Regions from separate parts of the Mus musculus genome. Here all the other regions are linked to region 2. A link is a contact called in public HiChIP or PLAC-seq and promoter capture Hi-C data. All regions are on one chromosome and are shown on one strand. The core of a region is the stretch at or near the end of the contact, and the rest is flanking DNA. Distances in the headings are between cores, read along the strand shown. Region 1 overlaps Gm31431 (a long non-coding RNA gene). Region 2 overlaps Mir99ahg (Mir99a and Mirlet7c-1 host gene (non-protein coding)). Region 3 has its middle 11 kb from the start of Gm31431.

What was found. Promoter capture Hi-C pulls out the DNA fragments that hold promoters and counts their contacts. HiChIP or PLAC-seq counts read pairs in DNA pulled down with a chosen protein or histone mark.
Region 1: a promoter capture Hi-C map of cranial neural crest shows a contact between it and region 2. The contact joins two enhancer-like sites. A contact is called at or near these places in 1 of 39 promoter capture datasets (cranial neural crest) and 2 of 115 datasets of contacts at active chromatin or transcription factors (differentiating embryonic stem cells and embryonic limb bud).
Region 3: an H3K4me3 HiChIP or PLAC-seq map of embryonic basal ganglia shows a contact between it and region 2, with 4 times the contacts expected there. The contact joins two enhancer-like sites. A contact is called at or near these places in 3 of 115 datasets of contacts at active chromatin or transcription factors (embryonic basal ganglia, embryonic forebrain and neural tube).

What each region holds. Positions count from the first base shown.
Region 1 is chr16:78,054,158-78,058,381 of GRCm38.p6, reverse strand. The region is part of intron 2 of Gm31431 (a long non-coding RNA gene); the gene reads left to right. Among named protein-coding and RNA genes, the nearest start is that of Gm31431, 33 kb to the left of the region's middle. Within about 2 kb of position 1,766, at least 9 of the 459 cell types and tissues checked have an H3K27ac peak or open chromatin away from gene starts, as enhancers often do.
Region 2 is chr16:77,399,280-77,403,946 of GRCm38.p6, reverse strand. The region is part of intron 2 of Mir99ahg (Mir99a and Mirlet7c-1 host gene (non-protein coding)); the gene reads right to left. 9430053O09Rik (a long non-coding RNA gene) reads left to right here. Exons shown (of 4, transcript XR_003951960.1): 4 at 2,699-4,667. Among named protein-coding and RNA genes, the nearest start is that of 9430053O09Rik, 19 kb to the left of the region's middle. Within about 2 kb of position 3,191, at least 155 of the 459 cell types and tissues checked have an H3K27ac peak or open chromatin away from gene starts, as enhancers often do. A contact at or near this core is called in embryonic basal ganglia, where this site is marked.
Region 3 is chr16:78,098,780-78,103,530 of GRCm38.p6, reverse strand. No RefSeq gene overlaps it. Among named protein-coding and RNA genes, the nearest start is that of Gm31431, 11 kb to the right of the region's middle. Within about 2 kb of position 1,685, at least 42 of the 459 cell types and tissues checked have an H3K27ac peak or open chromatin away from gene starts, as enhancers often do. A contact at or near this core is called in embryonic basal ganglia, where this site is marked.

The DNA.
Region 1 (4,224 bases), core at 517-3,016, 660 kb before region 2:
CAGTTCTCTTTGCGTTGGCTGCTTTTGTATTCTAGTGAGCAGGTCACTCTGTGAGGTGATGCTAGCGGCTTGTTATTTATTGTGTTCTTTCTATTTGATCCTCACAAATGGTTTCTTTAAGCATTTACTGCACAGGGTTGGTAAAGCTGGAGTAGAGATGCAGGAGAGAAGTTAAAGGTGCTGGTATCCCTGAGACAGCTGTCCCTGTTGGCCTTTGGGGCACCTTTGAGTATTTACTGGGGTCTAGAAGAACCTCGTCTGGTTGGAAATATAAAGCAGCAAGCTTCCCTCTGAGAAGTAAATCCATACATCTTCTTGACTGCCAGCATTTAGAAACAGCCACACTGAGACCACGGTGACCTGGTCTCAGCTTTTGGGAGTTTACAATTTCTATCAAAACAATGTTCATTTTAACACTCCCTGCAAAATGGTTGTGCTATCATATTTTCATGGGGGGGGGAACATCTGTTGGAGCCAGTTTTAACACATTATCTATAATTAAGGACACAAAAGATTTATTCAAGGTCTTTTATAGAGGGTTCAGTATGCTGCACATACCTGCTTCTCTTTTTAACACAAGAAAGGGTAATTTATAGCTTGGAAACCTGGGACTGAAGGTTATAGCATCCAGTTACCAGGAGGGGTAGAGCCCTAAGTTCATATGTAGAGAAAGGGTAAACAATCTAGAGTTTTCAGTCCAAGCAGAACAAAGCAAGCTTTGAGACTCGTGAGTCAAGGCAGACATTTAGAACTATGATGTCTTCGAGAAAAGACAGGAAGAATGCAATTGAATTCCTCTACGGTTTGGATTTTAATGCAACCAAATTCCAAACCAATTATCTCTTGTTCAAACCAATCAGCTGGTAGGTGTGCAGGGCCTTGATGGAATTTGTAAAGCCTGGTCCAAAATGAAACCATGAGGCCCCCTTGTTCCAAAACCAGGAGGAATATTCTGTGAACAGTGCTAACATAGAAAAGAAACCCAATGCTTTTCTGTTTTCCATTAACTTATCATAGTCTATCTATTTATTATAATCTTACATAGAAATAGTAAAGTTTTAAAACATTAGTATGAATTTTAGAAGTCATTTTTATTTCACACTATGACCCTATTATTCCAAACTCATTATAACTTAATCCTTATGTAAGATCACTAAATTTCGAGAGTTTGTGCGTTGAAGCTCATACATGCTTATGTGTCTTGTTCAGAGCAATGAAGGGGAGCCTTCCTCCAAACGACATAACCCTTTTAAAATTGTGATGTGCTGTTTCCAGCTGACTGGTTAGTCAGGTGCCCCTGGAAGGAGAAATACTTTGCAGTTTCTTTGTTTTTTCTTTCCTTCCATGCTTCCTAACCACGGTGGCTAACATGGAAAAGTGACTTATGTGACTGAGGAGTGGTCACAGGCTTGTCGCCCCATTTCTGATCCTGAGAACACCATCGACTCCTTTCTGTTTGGGAGACAAGTTCTGATTCAAATGGAGACTGAGGGGCCCTCAGCCCTGAGCTTTCCCTCTTAGTTGTAACACCAATACGCCATCTTGTAGAAAGAAACACAATCTAAACCGTGCTTAGCTAAGCAATGACTTTTATTACTGTGTTTGTTCATAGACTTCATTCACCTTGACTGACTATGTCAGCTGATACTTCTCATCGAGAACTTGTTCACACCATCCGTTTTTCCTCCGTTTAGCACTACGTGTCTGGTTTAGAATGCTGCTGATTCTCATTCTGGCTCACTATTGGTCAAAAAAAAAAAGCCTATCCAATGAGAGCAGACAATACTGGGGGGGGGCAGCTTGCAAACACGTGACACTTTCTGCCGCCCCCCCCCCATACCCCAACCTTCTTGTTTCTCCTCTTTTGTCTGAGCATCTTTCTCCTTAGCTGTACTTAGGATTTTCCAACCTAATTTAAGGATACTGGCACACCCTAGAGTGTGGGGGACACTTTAGCAATGAGGCTACATAGGTTAGGGTAAAGCTTCATTTTCTCAATATTTTCATTATTTTAAGATTTTAATTTTTCCCATGCCAAAGATTGAACCAAGGACATCATGCACATTAGGCCAATTCTCAACATTGATCTACATTGCCAGCCACCAAGGTTTTTTTTTTTTCTTTTCTTTTCTTGTTTTCAGTTGACTTGCTGTGGTAGACTGAAGGATGGTTTATTTAGTAATTCTTGGAATCTGAGGCAAAGCAGGTCTGGTTCTCACCGTTTACTGCCTCAGCTGACGAGCTCAAAGGAGCTTGCCTGGAATGAAAAAAAATTAGTTTGCAAAGAATTACTTGGGAGCATGAGCCTAATTAAATATTAAAACACAACAATTTAGTTAACAGTTATTAAAGGATCAATTTGTGTTGTGATCCAATTGAGTGTTAAAGAGATGAAATGTATATTAGAAGTAAGTCTGAGTACGTAGAAAACATTACCAAGGATGAGGGGAAGATTAAAGATCAGCAGGAGGAAAAGAAAAGAAAAGAAAAAAAAAAGGTTTTGCCCTGTAATTCTGTATCAACCTCGTGAAGTTGCTGAAGTTTTATAATAGCTGCTAACCTCATAAAATCAATCTAGTGCATTCTTTCCTGGTTACACAGGACAGACACTGCATGGGAGCGTTTTCAAGATGAGCCATGGTGCTTCTCTTTTACTGCAATTTGAATTCACGGTTTCACTTGTCTTTCCAGCTTGTAGATGGCAGATAGTGGGACCCTAAGCCTCTAACTGCAGAGGTAAGTTCTGATGAAACGTGTCTATGAGCACGTCCTACTGATTCCACTTCTCTGGATAACTGACTAAACAGATATTATTAAATACTCACAAAATTAATCGTGATGGAAATAAAAGTATCATTTTGATAATGGATCGTCCCCATAGATAGACCTGGGTTCTCGTGGTATTCTTTTATGCCTACCTGCCTGTTCTTATCCCAGAATCACCACTGGGTGCCCAAACCTCATAGGTATATCCTTGTACAATCTCAATTTAAAACACTAAAAGGTTTTACAATCCTGAATTCTACTAGATGAGTTTTGCCTCATTTGTTTTCTCATAAATAGCACTTAATGCCCTTCCCAATGGCATTGTTTGGTCAGTGGAAATATTTGCACACTCAAGAACATTTTCTTTGAAGGAGCAGAGTCCTGGAACATCTGCAATGTGTTTTGAATTGATTAGTGCTAACGTGATCAGCATTAACCTCTGTCTGAGGCTACTAAAGTTCTCTCATTTGAAGTAAAGGTCTGTGATTTAATAAAGGATCCAAGGGAAGAAATCTGAATTGAGTTATTGAATTTGTTAATACATCTGTGGCAGAGAGCAAGCAAATCTTATAAAAATATCAACCGTTCTCTGTTGATGGCGAGCCATCTTGCTAATCCATCATGAGACACAATGCGTTTGTGTCTTAGGAACCTTCATCTTCTGAAGCTGACGTTCATTGTATTCTGCATGGTTGTTTATTTCCAATGCATTTTCAAATATTATACTTTGTTAGAGGTGGAAGGCCGTTCTTATTTATTTATTTATTTATTTATTTAATTTTTAATTAGGTATTTTCCTCTTTTACATTTTCAATGCTATCCCAAAAGTCCGCCATACCCACCCCCCCAATCCCCTACCCACCCACTCCCCCTTTTTGGCGCTGGGGTTCCCCTGTACTGGGGCATATACAGTTTGCGTGTCCAATGGTCCTCTCTTTGCAGTGATGGCCGACTAGGCCATCTTTTGATACATATGCAGCTAGAGTCAAGAGCTCCGGGGTATTGGTTTGTTCATAATGTTGTTCCACCTATAGGGTTGCAGTTCCCTTTAGCTCCTTGGGTAATTTCTCTAGCTCCTCCATTGGGGGCCGTGTGACCCATCCAATAGCTGACTGTGATCATCCACTTCTGTGTTTGCTAGGCCCCGGCATAGTCTCAAAAGAGACAGCTATATCTGGGTCCTTTCAGCAAAATCTTGCTAGTGTATGCAATGGTGTCAGCGTTTGGAAGCTGATTATGGGATGGATCCCTGCATATGGCAATCACTAGATGGTCCATCCTTTCGTCACAGCTCCAAATTTTGTCTCTGTAACTCCTTCAATGGGTGTTTTGTTCCCAATTCTAAGAAGGGGCAAAGTGTCCACACTTTGGTCTTCGTTCTTCTTGAATTTCATGCGTTTAGCAAATTGTATCTTATATCTTGGGTATCCTAAGTTTCTGGGCTAATATCCACTTATC
Region 2 (4,667 bases), core at 1,942-4,441:
CTGCTTTTATTTCGTGTAGATCATTCCAGATATTTCAGATGAGACTATGACTAATTAGAAGTGTTGGCAGAGTGCGTATGATGAAGAAACTGACTCTAATGATAAAAGCCACAAGGGGCTAATATGGCCACATTTACTGGACGAGATTCATTCTAGCTCCACTGGTGTCTGCATGGTTGTCAAGTAGGATTATAGGAGAAATAGCATGCATATTTTCTCCCTCCAATGGGATTCACGTGTGCATGGGTGTGGTCCATAGTTTAATTAGATTCCTTCTTCCACTCTTTTGTTTCGCCAGGATGGTTACAATAATCTAGAAAACAAACCTTATCTTACTGTACTCTCTGGGCTCTCTGACATGGCTGTTTGAATAGGAGAGAGATTTTCTTCTCAAAATGTAACTTTGATAATATCTTAGCCCTCTTGAAACTTGAGGTCGTCTGTAAATTTGTTCATTCATTGCAGGCTATACAATGAAAGTGACAAATTAAAAGAGCCAAAACCGAACCAAACGAAACACCAATAAGGTGAGACAGGAGGTAGCTAGATTTTACTCCAAGGAACTAATTTTCTAGGGCACAGGAGCATAAGAAAGATGGAGAAGAACTTTCAGTTAGTCCCGTGGGACAAACCTATTGAGATACCACAACCAAACACAGTTAATGTCTTAAGTTTTGGAACTCCATTTAGATGTACTGGTATTGCAACTTGCTACAAAAGAGCCTGAATGGCCATTCAGTCAACTGCCAAAATCAAAAGATTCCTTTCTGGAGGCAGTGACTATAGATTTTTATACTTATTTTTTTGCTTTGCTATGGGGCATTCACTGAGGACAGAAAGACTCTCAGTTGCGTTGCCCCGCCCACCCTGGAAACTATTGAGTTGCTCTGGTTTTGTACAGTGTAGAACAATTCTGCAATAATAAAACATCTCAACTCTGTGCAAAAGGTGAGGCTTTCCATCTCAAGTTTCTCTTTAATGGAAAAAAAAAGGAAAACAAAGCAAACAGGCTGACAGCTTTAGAAAATCCAAACAATTCCACTTGCCAAGATGTGTATTTCATGCGTTTTCACTAATTTCAGATTTGCTTCGTACGTTCCAATGCTAACAATGTGTGCTTTCAATTTCAAAGTTCATTTTCGTGCTGCTCAAAGCAATCTTCACCTTTTAATAGGCAATTATTTTCCTAATCGTCTTGTAAAATCTTTTCTCTGAAGTGACTGAGAAACAGTTTCAACTTATGCATTATGGACACGTTGGAAACAAACCGAGCAGGTTGTGAACTGCAAATTGGCACTTGATTGGTAAAAAAAAGTCTGTTAGAAAAAAAAGAAAAATCTGCAAAAAGATTATTTTTCAAGTTAGAAAACTTTTCTAACTGACAAAACTCACAAGGGGCTCAGAGCAGGAGGAGATTCTCTTATGGAGCAAAAACCACTGTCTTTGATAACTTCAGTGAAACCCAGACTAGTGGAATACTCCAATTAACATTAAATCTCACTTCAAGATTTTGAAAACTTTCCATGGCCTCTCTCCCAAAACTAGTTTAAGCTACTTCTCCCAGTTTCTTGGGGTGAAAACAAATTTACAAACTAAGATTTTCTTATTTAAACTAATTGGATATATTTTGCATGAAATACGGTGCCTTGAATTATATTGTTATATGGAAGAAACAAGCAATAAAGCAGGAAAGCAGAGGTGTATTTTAAGAACATCAGTTTACTCATCATGAATTCAGATGAAAACAAGTTCTCTCAGCCCTCTCTTATGCCACAAAACTCCTTGCAGCAATCCTAACTTCTCTATTATTTTCACAAACAGAATAATGGGAATGCATATAACCACACAGGTGGAGAGTGGGGACTGTGATATCTTAAAAATGATTTGACCAGGATTCCATTCAAATCAGAAAAATTAGTTACTATTTGAGGAAATCAACAAAATCTCCAACAAAAACTTCCTTTAATGTCAATGTTTTCAAGTTAACTTATGGTAGACTACTTAAAAGGCTTGTTTAGCTATTAATTGAAGCATTTTATCTCATGGATTTCCTTAAAATATGCTTTCAGTACTATTTATCATTGACTTAATATAGAAGGTAAAATACCAAACATGACTGAGCCAATAATACAAAGATCCTAATTAGTATCATGCCATAGGGAAACAATGAAGCGATTTTGTCCCCAATTACTGACAATTAGCCAAAGTACAACAGTTAATTTCATGGAAATAAAGCCACATAACATGAAAGGAATACCCTGTCATGATGAATGGCATTTGTCTGGACTCCTTAACTGGTTCTTTCAATAATGAAGCATAAAAGTTTGAAGCAACTTGAACAGCTTTAACACATAGAAAACTCAAAAGTCTGAGTATTTGAAGATCCTAATTTTTGAGCATCTATGGAACCGTGTAGTTCAATGCAGGAATACCTTGAAGCACATAGAGTTTTCAGTCCCTTAAACCTAAAGATATTATCGTTCCAGGCAACATGTTTGTTCAGCAATAATCCTGGTATACATTGTTACACAAAGATAGTTTGTAAACCTTGTCACTATCCTGACACACATGCTACAGGATACAGTGAGCTGGTGATGGTTATAGAAGTCACAAAGTCCCTAGTTTCCTTGACTCTTTTATCCCACTCAATTTTTCTCTCTGCTTCCTTCTTCCATTTTTCTCCTAATGTCACACTTAGATCTATGCTCCTGAACACAGTGATGGACAGGCCTGGGAACTCACATCACCTCCGTGTGTGCATTGATTTCACTCAGTATAAATTCACTCAGAGCTTCAGTATCGAGATGTCTCACACAGTCAAACTCAGCTTTAAAATATTTTCTGGCTCTGTGCAGCTTAGAAAGGACACCTTTGGCAAAGCAACCACCCAGAGATCCAATAAAGACAATGTAAGGCCGTGACTCCTGAAGCTTAACTTTAGAAAATGCCCCCTTCGTGAAATACCCAGCTTCACCAAGTGCAGAGAAACAGAACTTAAAACACAGCAAAACAACTTGATAGATGGTTGCTGAAGGGACTTCGCCTGGATTGTTAAAACTGAAGGTTCACAAATAAACATTTCAAATGTTTTTGGCTGCATGCAGATAACACCCTCTCTGGGGAGAAGGCTAGAAACTGTTGGGTTCCTTTGTGCAGAGTCCTGGAATGTGCCTGCTTTTCATTTCTTCCTTTGTGTCTGCACACTGGCCTCACAGGCAGTGTCTTAAGCCATCCAGGGTCAGGGCAAACAGAGGAGCGCATTCATGGACAGATCAAGTTTATGTGAGAATCTGCTCCTCCTAGCTGCCCTCCATCTCCATATGAATCGTTAATAAAATCGCAGCCTGAAAGCTCATCGCGCCAACAGTGAGGAAGTCATGCAGAGAATCCTCTGGTTCAGAGGGAGAAAAAAAAAAAAGATTTCTTTATCTTTTTCATCCTTCGCCGGCCTTCGTGGGAATTCTGCCATCTAACTCCTTCTGCGCTAAATCTCTCCCCCTCATCCCAACACCACGGTCTTCCCCTAGCAACTTTCTAACTGGCACCTGATCACGTGGGAAAGCGGGGGATGGGAGTGGACACAAAGACAAAAGAAACATTCTGATATCCTCAGCAAATCTTCCAGAGCGCCAAGTCAGCCTCTGCTGCACTACATTGCTGCAAAAACCTTCAGGCAGTATCAATGTTTCAATTTTCCCAGGTCGTGTCAAACAGCTGGGAAGACTTTCCCATAGTTTTATGACACCACACGAGCTACAGAGGCACAGATATCTCAAAAGGGCACACGAAGAACAGCGTCTTTCCCTAATTAACTTGCTAACTCCATGCAAATACTGGACAGAATCAAGCCCCTGAGTTATTGCAGGCAATCTCACGTGTATCTTCTAACCTTGCTGCTGCCTAGCTGTAGGCTCTTGTTTCCTCCGCTCTTGCTCCTTGCAAACTGTCTTAATATCGAACGCGTTTCAGAGGGATGGGCTGATGAATGAAAACATGAATTTCTGCTTGCCCTTTAAGGTGGGTTAAGGGGCGGGGGTGCTGGTGTAATCAATTACTGAACAAAAGAACAACAACAACAAAAGACTTACAACCCACAGAGTGGCTGTGTTACATCCTGCAGTCTGTTTTAAACCAGTACTTCTTTTATATTTACCACTATTAGATTCTAGTATGGATCATTTATTTCATCAAGAAGAGAAAAAGAAAGAGGAGGAGGAAGAAGAGGAGGAAGAAGAGGAAGGAAGGAAGGAAGGAAGGAAGGAAGGAAGGAAGGAAGGAAGAAGAAAAAAGAAACAAGAAAGATATAGAAAGTCTTCCAGTAGATCCTGAAGAAAACTTAGTATTTTTTTAACTTAAAAAGTATTGATATATTTGAGCTTCAATTTGATACTAACTTAGCAAGTAAAAAGTTTGAAATCTCATCTACATCCATCCTTCAGATTTTTTAGACTGCCTCAGCATGCTCTGGTCTCTTTTCAGGATATAAAGTTTGTAGTTTGCATTCTAATTAGCATCCTGGTCCTATCAGCTCCAGGTTCCCAGTGTTACTTTCCTAAAGAAAAGGACAGCAATGCCAAAGTTCTCCACAAATGCAGCTCCAGGTTACCGGATATCAACCTCTTTAGCTGCCTTCCTCAAAGAACCACGACTTCTGTTTAAAGGTGATG
Region 3 (4,751 bases), core at 436-2,935, 700 kb before region 2:
ATTTCCAATAAAAAGATTCAAAAAATGTAGATATAACTTGGAATTAAGTAGTTTGTAGTTCTTTAAAACATTAGTCTGGTATTATCTGAATTACCCCCCCCCCCCTTTTACTTCAGTCAGTAGTTTAGCTCTGTTTTTTGTTTTTTTTTTTAATAGGAAAAATATACTAAAACCTAGAAAGTTTCAAATGCAAACTTGAGGGGCTGCAGAGATGTCCCAAAGGCTAGGAGCACTTGCTGTTCTTGCACCACTGTGGGTGGCTCACATCTTTGTCTTCCATTCCAAGGACTCCAATGTCCTCTTCTGGGCTCCACCTTCACACAGTTGTGTATACACATACAAAACAAACAGACAAAATAAAACAAATCTTCAAATGTGAATTTGAAATGTTTCCTTTATTTCTTTGAATATCATTTCTGCTGGAGTTTTTTTTTTTAATTTTAAAAGTATGGTTTATCTAATTATTTTAACCCAGGTCACATATTTGCATTATTACAGTGTGGTACTGCTTATCTTTTTCAGTACCATTCTGATCACAGTTTATAGCATTAGGGTTTTCAGAGGGAGCTGCCCAACAGTGGAGACTGGTTACACAGTCTTCCATGTCTAATATCCATTTCCTTGCTTGTAGCCCACCTGACATAGTTTGATTCAAGAATGATTTCAACAGCTAAGAGATTAGAATAGTGGGAACTTGAGACCCTTAAAAATTGAATCAGTTTGAGTTTAATTTTACAAGTTTGATTTTTGCATGAAGTGTTTAAACCTTCCTTTGATGAAGTTCTTCATTAGAAATTTCTAGGCCTGCATTGATGAGCCTAAGTAGATTTAGAACCTTTTCTAATGGCAGCAATTTGGGTTATTTTCACTGAAGTGACACTACATCATTGTTACCTTTGTGGGTATTTTTATTAACTTTTGCCAGGTACCAAAAGATACATCCCCTTCAATAATTGTGATAATGTATTCGAACTACGCAGGTGACTTTCCCTCTCTAATCCTCCCTCTAATTCAGAGGATTTAAATCTCTTTTGTTAAGTTATTATTGGGAGAAATAACTCCTGCATTCTTTGTGAACCTACTTATAGAAAAAAGGAGATTTTATTTCTCCTTTTAATTAAAAAGAAATACAACTGGTCTTTCAGAATGAACCCGAACCTAATTTAATGTTATAATAAAGAGGAGGTGCCGTGGAGAGAGATTTTGATGTTCCTAAATTTATACTGAGATACAAAAAGCAAATCCGATCTGTCCTGAGCCTGCATTTAATGAAATGTTGTGAGGGCAAGAGAGAGTAGAGAATCTGAACAAAGAGAATACATGTCGGGTGGAGTAGTTTCTTTAGAATGACGAGTTTGTTGGCTCAGCTAGCAGGAGGGGTCAAGCCGTAAACTGAAATAAAGGGACATTATAACTGGTAAGAAGCACAGCTTATACAAGGGTGCACTTTTAAGTTTGGGAGAAATAGTTGTTGCTCTGGCTGGAAAGTTTCTGTTCCCTTCTTTTTTACTAAACCAGGGAAACTGTATTGACATGCACCCAGATGGACGCTTTGCAGCCTTTCAAAGTGACTCTCCCTAACACTGCAAATTCTTGGCCACTTTCCAGTCTAAGGAGAGGTTAGCCAAAGACTAAAGATTTACTCGGACCACCCAAACGATGAGACTCCACCTTTCTTCTGGATCTCAGCCACCCGGGTACAAATAGAGAAAACTCAGGGGGCCAGGGGTAGGGGTGGGGACGACGGACGATGTGGAAGACAGATGGCAGGGAGAAAGAAGAAAGAGACAGAAAAGAAAACGCAACTTTTAATCAGAGGAAATTAAATTCTCCTTGCTTTCTTTCTGTTGCCCTGGAGTATTAAAGATACAAACCAGCTACATCAATCACTCCTCAACATAGACCTTTTTGTTTGCTGCTCTGAGCCAGAAGCACACATTGTGATTTTTTTTCTGTACACTGCAATGGTCATTATTGTGTGTGTGTGTGTGTGTTTTTTTTTTTTTTTTCTTAAATTTCAGACGAAAGCCTTTACATCCTAGCTCTGATTCTGGACAGTGACATTTTGCGTGGTGGGGAATGATAAAAATCTGTTCTTTGGCATCTTAAAGTTTTATGGAAGATTCTCACTTATTTTATTAGAGCTTTCGTGTTTGGAGACGTTTGGAGCTTGAGTTGAGTTCTAACTGTTCTGAGAGGTTTACAGACTTCCTCGGGCATTTCTGACCAGGATTCATGGACACTGTGATTTCTGCTATCAGTAAATATTTTTTAAATCATTGTTTTTATTGTATAGATTTACAGGGTAGAGTGCAACAATTTGATAGATGCATATGTTATATAATGATCAAATCGATGGTTAATCTTTCCATCTCTTTAAGCATTAATAAATTGAGAAAGAACATGTAGTAGTTGTCCATTCTCTATTGTTCCTGTTCAGGGTGTATGACCCTGAGGTAGGAGACTGTAGCACAGTCCAGCTCTGGTGGCACATCTCCTTATTTTCCACCTCTTGGAGGGGCAACATCAGCACTTTGTCTCCTGAGGGTAATTTGGGGCTTAGGTACTTTAGGGTCAAAAGAAATATTAAGAAAGCAGGCTTAAGCCAGAATTTGGCTTAACTGATTCAAGGCTAGTCTGACCTTCAAGTGACCTGCCAGGGGAAAGCATGGATCTACCATCTCATGTGTAAACATGATAGGTTCTGCAGATGCTTAGAACTATGGGATGAATGACCCATGTAGGGATGCTCCAAAGTTTTATCAGCCTGTCAATCAATCAGGATAAGGATCTATCCTCTTTCTTACCCTGTGGAGGGGCTGCTCTAGCTCTAACTCATACAAAGAGCTTGGAAAAGAACTCTCAGATCTAAACTTGAGTTGGCTGAGTCTGTGGACTGCAGCCCCTTTTACTCCGTCTGTCCACAGATCTATACTTTTATTATTGATCCTTGGGTATCTATTCCAATTCATTGAGACAAGGAACCTGATATGACACAATGGGACTCTCCAAGATCCTCCCGGACAACAGATCACTCCTCCAACGTTTCTTTCAAAGTTAGATGAGGATGGATCAGAGATGAGGAATAGTCCCAAGTTTTGTGTAGCAACTCAGCATCCTTTTTTTATCATCAGCTATGAAGTACAGAATGTGTATTGTTTTGCTTCATAGCATCAGACTATTCCAGAAGATCAAGGAAGATCAGCATCCGTAAGAGATAAAAGGAAGCAATTGAGTAAGAGACAATGTGAAGAAAGGATGTGAGACTTCGGAATGAAAGGAAGGCTGGGAGGACAGATGCCAGGGTGAAGACTTGGGAGAGTGAACCGGACTCATTGAGCTATTGAAGGCCTCTGCTCTCCAGTGTTGCATGGTAGAGGAATGGTGGCAGGTGGCAAGAGTAATGCAAGCAGGAAGAAGCTGACCATAGTGATGTGTACTGCACATGGGTCTCCTGCAGTTCTTATGCGTGCCTGGGCTGGGCTGCCATGTGTGTAGGAATGGGCTTATTCAGTCCTTGTGACTATTGCTTACTTCATATAAACATTCTCTTAGTGGTTTAGAAATTTCTGGAAGCAATTATGTTTCTTAGAAGTAACTCTGTGCTTTCCAGTCAAGATGCTATAAAAAAAAATGTTGCCATGCTTAAAAGTTAGAAATTTACTGTGACCTTTAATTTCTTAGGAAGAAATTACTATTAGTGTCACTTGGATGCCTGCAAACAGCCATTTACTTCTATTATATAAACGTCTGTGTACAGATATTTCAGCTCCTCAAAGTTTTGGATGCTCAAATTTGAACATCTTTAAAATGTTCAGTATGGCTTAGGACACTCGCCAGAAATTTGTTTCAGTATCCATAACCTGGGGAAAAATCGAGAAAAATTTTATTCTTTTTCAAACACAACAGGTTTCAAGGATCTTCTGTATATAACGAGGCTTTCAGAAGTCCATAAAGAAACTCACTTCTTTAGATATTTACTGCTTTAAAAAGTTTCATCTTACAACTACACAGTTAAGTTCAACATTTTAACGCTCAATTCATTGACCATGCAAATTCTTTGCCAGGATTTCGAAGTCAAATAGGGTGAGAGGGGAGAGCCTTTCCATATTCCAGGTTTAATATTGAAGCACCAGATGGAAATAATTCTACAAAGAAAGAAAGAAATCTGTTAGGATAGTTTGGAGAGCTGTTCAGTTAAGCAGCCCGTCACTGGTTATGGGGCCAATTTCTCCGATGACTTATTTGAATTGCAGATACTCAAGTAGTGCACGAATTAACTCAGGATATGCTGAATTTCAGATATATCTGAATTAAGAATTTTAATATTTCCTTAGTTTTAAAAAAATTCACCTTTTGTCTTTGTGAGTAACTCGTTTTTTATATACCTGAAACAAAGAACATCAAGTCAGGCAAGTATAAAGAGAAGTAGTGCTGTGTAGATCAAGTTGGATAAATGAGAAAAATTATGGTCTTAATATCTACTGTTCACGTCTACGATTCCAATTTAAGAGAACTGTACGATTATTGGCAGGTGTGTTTGTTGTGAAACTCCTTTGTCGGGGTGGGGGCAGTTTATGGCATTTCATTTTTTTTGACAGATTAGAATAAATTAACAATTAAACAAGCTCACCATGGAAGCTTTTCAATGGGCGATTTCAAGCAAATTTGAACAGAAACAAAGGGTAATGAAATTTGCTTGGGAATATGCGGAAGGTGGCAGGGTTTTGACAATAGATAACTGGGGAACC